3 separate regions of the Mus musculus genome follow, and all the other regions are linked to region 1. A link is a contact called in public targeted proximity ligation data. All regions are on one chromosome and are shown on one strand. The core of a region is the stretch at or near the end of the contact, and the rest is flanking DNA. Distances in the headings are between cores, read along the strand shown.

Region 1 (2,881 bases), core at 156-2,655:
CCCTGGCTTAATCCCCAGGAAAAAAGGGAAGAAGGAAAGAAGGAAGGAAGGAAGGAAGGAAGGAAGGAAGGAAGGGAGGGAGGGAGGGAGGGAGGGAGGGAGGGAGGGAGGGAGGGAAGGAAGGAAGGAGAGAGGAAGAAAAAGATAGAAGAGGAGAACAAAACCAGAAATGTGGCATGTGCATATAATCCCAGATCTGGGGAGATAGAGATGAGCAGATCCCTGGAGCTGGCTGGTCAGCTTCAGTGAACTCCAGGTTTAGGAGAAGATCCCATCTCAAAAATAAGGAAGATAGCCTGGCAACTGTGGCGCACACCTTTAATCCCCACACTTAGGCAGAGGCAGGTGGATTTCTGAGTTGGCGGCCAGCCTGGTCTACAGAGTGGATTCCAGGACAGCCAGGGCTACACAGAGAAACCCTGTCTCGGAAAAACACAAAAAGAAAGAAAGAAAGAGAGAGAGAGAGAGAGAGAGAGAGAGAGAGAGAGGGAGAGAGGGAGGGAGGGAGGGAGGGAGGGAGGGAAGGAAGGAAGGAAGGAAGGAAGGAAGGAAGGAAGGAAGGAAGGAAGGAAGGAAGGAAGGAAGGAAGGAAGGAAGCTAGAGACTGAAGAGGGCACCTGGCATCGACCTGTAGCCTCAAACTCACAGGCGTGCATGTGCGTACATGGCATGCCCCCATGCTCCAGAGACGCACAAAGACAATACATCAAATTGTATTTGTATTAAAGATTGTTTTTCCTCTTAAACAGGTGAGATGAGATACTTTAAGGCATGATTGCTGAGATGGTGACCGTCCTTTAGAAACACGCAGCACGGCTGGAAATAAGCACACTCCCTCATCCCCTGTAACTAACTTGATCTGGGTTTGCCTGTCTGGGATATGAACAGGCTTCACCTGTCGCTAGCCATCCTATGGACTCGACACTGGAGAATTCCCAGCCATTCTCAGTTAGCTCTGGGCAGTCAGAAAACATAGATCCAAGAGACGTCACTGGCCAACACACAAGGGTGCCACACTGCTGCTGCTGCGTGATCCTCCAGAAATGCATCACTGGAAAGCTCCTGGCACAGATGCAGCATTCCATGCAGATTCTAGAAGTTCTTGTCTTCTTTGCACTGACTCAAACACCAGCCCCTGTCTATCATGGTACTAGGAATCTAACCCAGGGCCTCATGCATGCTAGGCAAAACACCCTGTCCCTAAGCTGTCTCCTCAGCCCTGAGATTCAAAACATAATGGAGCATACTTCTGTCCCAAGCACTTCTAGTTTTACTAATCTCTACCGCTATGAATTTTAAAATCATGCCCAAGCCACAACTGAAAGAAAAACCTCAAACCCTGTAAGCCAGGCAGAGTCCAGAACCAACCAGCTTGCTGAGCAGCGAACAAAGAACTCAGGCTCTGCCCTGACCTCTGAATTCATTCTGCCTTTGTGGGTGAAAAAGTGGAGACAAAAATCTCATGCCAAGAGTCTTTAACTTCCGTGAATATTATCCACCTCCCAGAGATTGACAAAAGAGGCTGGCGGGAACCCTGCAGTTCTTCCCAGCAAGGGTTTCCCTGGTGAAAAGATGATCAACAACGAAGTCTGATCTTGTTTTGCAGAATAGCTAATGAATGGGCACTTTCTTTAGAAAGATAGCTTTTGAAGCAACTCCGGTGTTATTCAAATTAAAGCTCGTTACATGATATTTTAATCCCAGACGTGTATAGCATGCTCTGGGTCACATGTGTTTTCCCCAGATGATTTTCTTTCCACTCCCTGGATTTTCCATACTCAGTAATATTATATAGTTTAAACTTACAATGAAGTCATCAAAACAGAGTCTCTCCTTGCTTCTGCCTCTTTTGATTCTGAATAAAGAACCCACACTGTTTAAATACTACAATGTAGCTAGTTGCTCCTACCAAGAAATACAAATACACAATTGCCAGCTGACTTCTGGGTGAGGGTGTACCCACAGACCCCCTTTAAAAGAGACCTTTCACAGTTACTGTGAGCGGTGGGTGGTGGAGGCTGTGGCCAGAGCACTCTCGCCACCAAGCAGAGAGATACAACAGGTCTCAGGCACACTGATAATGAACCTGGCTGACATGAACTGGCCAGTCCTATCTATTAGCCCTATGAAGATTGGCGACACTGCTTTTTTTCCCCAGGTGCTTGGCTCTCACCCTTGTGCTCCCGACCTCACTGAAGGGATACCACCATCTGGGTTGGGGGGTGGGGAGGACATTTGTAAACCTTTGCACCTTAAAGCTAGAGGGCAGAGTTTATATTATATTCCAAATTTGGAGCAGAAGCTGGGGGAGGGGGGAGCTGAAATCATCGTTGTATACTACATACCCCAGGCCCGCCAACTGGCTGGCTGGTGGGGTTCTAAGAAAGGTCTGTAACCTCTGCAAGGGGCAGCCACTGTACTTCTGGGCAGAAGACCTTGAGACCTCAGAGACCTCAGCTACCTTCACTGCAATGAAGAGAAGTTACATTCTTTTCCTGCTATACTGCTGGGTCTACAAAAGCCCAATGCTAGCTAATATGTGTTGAATTCTTACTTTATAGTAGGTGGTGTTCTCAATACTTTGTGTGAATTATCCCATTCGATTTCACAACCTGTTACATAAGTAACACTACTACCCTCCACTGTGTACACTGGGGAGTTTCAGCCACATATTTTGAAGGAGGCCACACCAGTTATTAGCAGTGGAGCCAGGATATAAACAGTCTAAGCAACTTGCCTCTAGAACCCAAACGTATAAAATGGGGATGAGGAAAAATCAAGAATTATATATTTTTTTCACATCTAAATCTGAGGATCAAAGATCAAACATAGCGTATCTTAGGATGAAATCTCTCTCTCTCTCTCTCTCTCTCTCTCTCTC
Region 2 (2,881 bases), core at 270-2,769, 240 kb before region 1:
AAATCTACATTTGTTTGTTTGTTTACTTATTTATTTTGTGTGTGTTTGTGTGTGTGTATGTGTGTGTGTGTACATGCGCATATGAATACCATAGCGTGTATGGAGATCAGAGGACAACTTGGAGGAGTTCTCTCTTACACCACATGGGTTCCAGAGATTGAACTCAGTCATCAGGTTTGGTAGCCAGTGCCTTAATTCACTGAACCATCTCGCTTGTTCCACAAAGTTTTTTTTTCTCTTGACTTTGGAGCTCCTTGTGAAAATAAATGTCCAGTATGCAAAGTGCATAAAAGATGGGTCAGTGGTCCCGTAGCAGAACTGGGTAAAGCCCCTTCTTGGCAGTGGCTTACTCATTTCAGCACAAGCAGCTGAAGGCCCTTGGCAGAGTCCTAGTTTGAAAATCATTACTCTGAAGACACATTTTCATTTCCTAATAAAAATTCCTCAGAATTCAGAGATTAAAAAAAAATTTTGTTTGTTTGTTTAGAGACAGGGTTTCTCTGTGTAACAGAGCCCTGGATGTTGTGGAACTCACTCTAGAGCAGGCTGGTTTCGAACTCAGGAAGATATGTGTGTACCTCTGCCTCCTGAGTGCTGGGATTAGAGAGAGGCATGTGCCACCATGCCCATTCTGGGCTAAACAAACTTTGGGGGAAAACTGTGTCATGGTCTACCACCAGTACTGGACCAATCTGGAGAACAAAGGGATTTCACGGCTGGGGGTGTATGGTTGTGATAGAATTTGTTTCCTAGCTTGTACTCCCTCAGAAGCATAAAACCACACACTTGCATTCCCTGGACCAGAGAGAGAGAGAGAGAGAGAGAGAGAGAGAGAGGGAGAGAGAGAGAGAGAGAGAGAGAGAGAGAGAGAGAGAGAGGAGAGAGAGGATAGAGAGAAGAGAGAGAGAGAGAGAGAGAGAGAGAGAGAGAGGAGAGAGAGGAGAGAGAGGGGAGAGATAGAGAGAGAGGAGAGAGAGAGAGAGGAGAGGAGAGAGAGAGAGGAGAGAAGAGAGGGAGAGAGAGAGGAGAGAAGAGAGGGAGAGAGAGAGAGAGGAGAGAGAGAGAGAGAAAGAGAGAGAGAGACATGAGAGCTGGCTGGTGGTTGGGTCAAAGGATGTGCTTTTCCCAGTCCAGAGAGCCCACTGCACTGTTTCCCAGAACGTTCCCATGGATTTCAGCCTGGAGGAAAGTGCCTCCAGCCCATGCAGCTTTATCTTTAGTTGGTTGCCATAGGGATGGATGGCTTGTCTAACGAATGGCAAAGCAAAACAAAACAAACAACTTTGGGGGATTAGCTCTGCAAGAAAGCCGCATTTCCTACTATGCTTTCCCACCACAATATATATTGATTTATTCAGCATTTAGTGAGATGATTGGATAGCTTTCCCAGGGGAAATCTTAATTTTAGTAGGGGTAGATCCGACTGAGATCTAAAAGCTGAGTCTCAAACAAACACTTTCTTTTTTTTCTTTGCCTACAATGCAGGGTAAGTATAGATTGAGGGGAAAGCAAACAAACAAGGAGGCAGAAAGAAGCAAAGAAAACACCACTGTGTGTAGCCTGTTTTCCCACACTTGATGGCTCTGTATAGTTCAAGCCATACTTTACAGGAGTCTGGGGGGTTCAGTGATGAAAGTCACACCGCAGCGACACTCTCTGTACCTGGCTATAGAGCTCCACAGAGGACTCCCCCTTGAGCTGATGGCCGGTGAGGTAGGTGTTGTGTGAAGATTCTATATAATAGTAGGAGAGGGGTAGCTGCAGTTCTTTCTTGTTCTCCCGTGACTCATCATTTTTTGAGGCGAAATTGTCTTTATCCATCAGAAACCTAAACGAAACACATGTTCTTAAGGCTGCGTCAGAGCAACGTGTACTCTTGAGTGATGCGATAAAAGGGTCTGAGGAGTTACCTTGCAAACCCTTCAAATGACAGTAGGCCTTGATGACACATGCTGACGCTAGGCTCAAATTTCTGCAAGGGAATTTTTAAAAAGAGATGTTTTTTAGGCAAAGGAAACTAAGAAGGAGAAAATAGCACCACACAATTAAAAATAAAACTGTTCTGTTTTCATTAGGAGATGTCTCAACCAAATATTTGAAGAGATGTCTCAACCAAATATTTGAAGTACTTTAGTTATGTACTGGTAAGATGTAGGTTTTTAGTCCAAAAGAAAATATTTATTACATATGAGCTTATTATACCAAGCATATTTATTTAAGAGAAAAAAAAGGTAGTGAGAGAAAAGAATAAGGCTGATTTATATGAAAACACAGTGCGTGTATTAGTTGAGGAGACGGTGAGAGTAATAAAGGCAACTCCCGTCCAGCAGTGGGAGGTGGGGTGCAGTGATTCAATGATTCGCTTGGAGCAGCCTCACGAAACATACGCTCAGTGGAGTCACAGTGAACCCTCAGTTTTAGCATCAATATGGGTTAAATCCAAGGGTCACACAGCTACTCCACAGATTCCACGGATTCCAGATCAGGAGATTAAGTTAATTCTGCTGCCTGTGACGCTGCCACAGTGAAGTTTCACTCTCTGTAGCTGTCACCCCTCGCCTGGGCTCCTGGGACAGTTTCCACCCATCTCCATCTTTTGTCAGGACAGTTCCTTGCCACATGGGCTCACGCAGACCTTCTGAAGCATAGATCACGCACCCTCCTGCTTAAAACTTCTTAAAGCTTCTCGTTTCACAAGGACAGATGTCAACCCCTGTCCGTCCTGCGGTCTCAAAGTCCTAGATGAGCTAGTCCTTGGACTTCTGCCTGAAGTTGCATCTGCCTGTCCTGCCTGGCTCTGATCATCATGGTAGCTTTTGATGCTCCTCATAAATCCCCAGCTCACTCTTGCCCCAGGGTATGAGTGAGCTGCTCATGTTTC
Region 3 (2,881 bases), core at 146-2,645, 150 kb before region 1:
TAAGGCATCTTAATCTTACCAAGGGAGGGTAACATTCCATCTTATAGCTGAGCAAAGTCAGAGAGCACCAGCTAATTGTCCAAATAGCCATAGGTAGTGAGAAGAACCTGAAATCTAAGCTAGATGTTGGTGGCTCCAAAGTCCGTGCTCTTAACCATTTCTCAGGATTTGGGCACCAGAATTTAACTTATCTGCAAACTCAAGATTATTCATTCCTCCTTCTGAACAGAAATGGTAACAAAGCAACTAGAAGGCATACTATGTGAATTCAACCTAGATAATATAAATGTGCTAGTCATGGGCAGAGACTATTTTATATTTAAATTATGCAGCCAGTGTGTTCATGATTATGCTTGATGATTTAAGCAAAGGCTTTTTACTGACAAAGCTAAATTCCACTTAAATAGAAAAAGAACGGCTATTAAGAAAAAGCGAAAAAAAAAGTGGCCGATGATATATTTGGGAACCTCAAGCTGGACGCACTCAGATCATCATATGGTTGTTGCATGGAGGAAGCTTGGGGCTCTACAGCTTCATGCTTAACATCATGTGCTTTGCTTGAGTTCTAGGTCAGACCACTATATTACTGTGGCTTCTTACTTACTCCATGGCCATAATACGAAATTCTGGGCCACCTTGCTGCTCCTCAGCCTGAGTTTGTAGTCCTTAGTCCTTCCTTTATCACAGTCTTTTCCTAAGAGGGCTCACCATAAGTTGTAACCATCACAGCTAAACAAATGGCTTACAAATATACAACTCTGATTTTGAACTTCTTACTGTGACCAAATCTGGACATTCCAGCCTCTCAGAGTTAAGGCAATCAAATTCCATCTAGATTTCATTTACAAAATAAATCCAACAGCTTCATTTTCTCAGACTCCAAGGCCCAGACGCATTTCTTATTTCTTCTTCTAGGTCCTGGGCCATGTTTGTGATTATCCATTAACCTCTAGTCTCAAGGGCTGGTCCTTTCTCTTCGGCGGCCTCAGCTTTCCCCTAACTTCCACCTGCATGAGTTTATATCAGCTGCTGATTGTTCTATGCTACAAAAGAATAAGGGAAATATTATAAATTCACTAGATCAAAGTGTAGTGGCTCAGAAAGGCCATTTGGTCCTGTGAGATGATGTCCCTGATGGCAACGCCAGGCAGGAGGAGGCTGGAGACCAGCCCAGTGGACTGTGTAAAGAAAACAACACCATTTATACAAGTCTGGGAGAGGCCTCACACTTCCTTCCTGGGGTCAGTTTTTTTCTGATTTGGTATAAAACAGCCATCGGACCTGAAAAGACAGCTGTTGGCTTTGTTCTTTGGGGCTCAAGCAGAACACACAAGAACAGTGTTGGCTCCTCCAGCTGGATGTGGACAGTCCGGGTTGCCAGCATCTGGTGTCTGTGAGTCCCTGCTGGCCAGCAGCCACTGCTCACTGTGCAAGCCAGGGCTGAAAGCCCAAGAGTCCTGGCACCTCTGATTGCTACAGATGCCTCCATCTACTGGAATCCTCCTAAGGTTCCATGTCAAGTAAAGAGTGCTCATGGGTATAGACTCTAAGACAGGATGGACCCAAGTTCAAATCCTGTTTGTCCACTTCCGAGTTCTTTAGCCCTATCATCAAGCTCTTTGGGTAGAGATGTTTATCTGGAAACTTCTTGTGGCTCCTCGCTTAGAGTGCAAAATATCACCAGGAGAATGGTACATGTCAACATTCTTGAGCTCTTCACATCTACCGATGTATCTTGTGTGTGTGTATGTAGGGTGGAATACACACTGCCCAAGGGTTCAAAGACCTGGAGACCTCCATGGGTTCAATGGAAAGGTTCTGGAAGGGTCATGACAGTTATGACAGTTATATCAGGGATTCTTCTCAGCCAGCTTAGACTTTCCACGGCTGTCATAGTTAGAGTTTTACTGCTGTGAACAGACACCACGACCAAGGCAATCCTTATAAGAACAGCATTTAATTGGGGCTGGCTTACAGGTTCAAAGTTCAGTCCAGTATCATCAAGGCGGGAACATGGCAGCATTCCAGTAGGCATGGTGCAGGAGGAGTGGAGAGGTCTACATCTTCACCTGAAGGCTGCTAGCCTTTAAGAGAAGATTGGCTTCCAGGTAGCTAGGATGAGGTCTTAAAGCACACCCACCCACAGTGACACACCTACTCCAACAGGGGCACACCTACTCCAACAAGGCCACACCTCCAAATAGTGCCACTCCCTGGGCCAAGCATATGCAAACCATGACATTCCACTCCCTGGCCCCCATAGGCTTGTTCAAACATATGAGTCTATGGGAACCATACCTAAACATAACATAATTAAAAATACATTTTGTTCAACTTTAAAAGTCCCCATAGTCTATAGCAGTCTCAACAATGTTAAAAGTCCAAAGGTCAAAGTCTCTTCTGAGATTCATTCAATCACTTAACCGTAATCCTCAAAGCAAGACAGGAAACCAGCTGGTCAAACTCCAAACTCTGCATCCCAATGTCTAATGTCAAAGTGGTTTTCAGATCTCCAACTCCTTTGTCATCTTTGTTGATGCAACAAACTTCTTTCCCCTGGGCTGGTTCCACTGCCTGTTAGCAGCTTTCCTCAGCAGATAGTCCATGGCTCTGGCATCTTGAACATCGTGGTGTCTCCAAGGCAATTTCAGTGTTACAGCTTCTTGTTTCAATGTCTGGGATGCACAAATGATCTGGGCTCCTCCAAAGGGTTGATATCAGTTCTGTAGCTCTGCCCTCTGCTCTGAGCTCGGGTTGATCCACTGGTGCTGCTGTTCTTGATCACCCAATGGTACTGGCATCTCAAATACAATGGGGTTTCCATGACAACTAGGCTTCATCAATAGCCTCTCATTGGCTCTCTTCATGGAGCCAAGCCTCA

Evidence for each region.
Region 2: a contact with region 1 is called in a targeted proximity ligation map of neural progenitor cells, with 4 times the contacts expected there. A contact is called at or near these places in 3 of 484 Hi-C or Micro-C datasets (cardiomyocytes, nephron progenitors and uterus), 9 of 130 datasets of targeted methods (astrocytes, craniofacial prominence, embryonic forebrain and 5 more) and 2 of 9 other capture datasets (adipose tissue and embryonic stem cells).
Region 3: a contact with region 1 is called in a targeted proximity ligation map of neural progenitor cells, with 4 times the contacts expected there. A contact is called at or near these places in 10 of 484 Hi-C or Micro-C datasets (cumulus cells, embryonic stem cells, liver and 5 more), 12 of 130 datasets of targeted methods (astrocytes, embryonic stem cells, heart atrium and 3 more) and 1 of 9 other capture datasets (embryonic stem cells).

Annotation. Positions count from the first base shown.
Region 1 is chr19:38,486,850-38,489,730 of GRCm38.p6, reverse strand. It overlaps a transcript of Plce1 not described here. Among named protein-coding and RNA genes, the nearest start is that of Gm46666, 30 kb to the right of the region's middle.
Region 2 is chr19:38,727,774-38,730,654 of GRCm38.p6, reverse strand. Plce1 (phospholipase C, epsilon 1) reads right to left here. Exons shown (of 32, transcript NM_019588.2): 14 at 1,911-1,972; 15 at 1,663-1,828. Among named protein-coding and RNA genes, the nearest start is that of Noc3l, 90 kb to the left of the region's middle.
Region 3 is chr19:38,638,430-38,641,310 of GRCm38.p6, reverse strand. All of the region lies in intron 2 of Plce1 (phospholipase C, epsilon 1), which reads right to left. Among named protein-coding and RNA genes, the nearest start is that of Plce1, 120 kb to the right of the region's middle.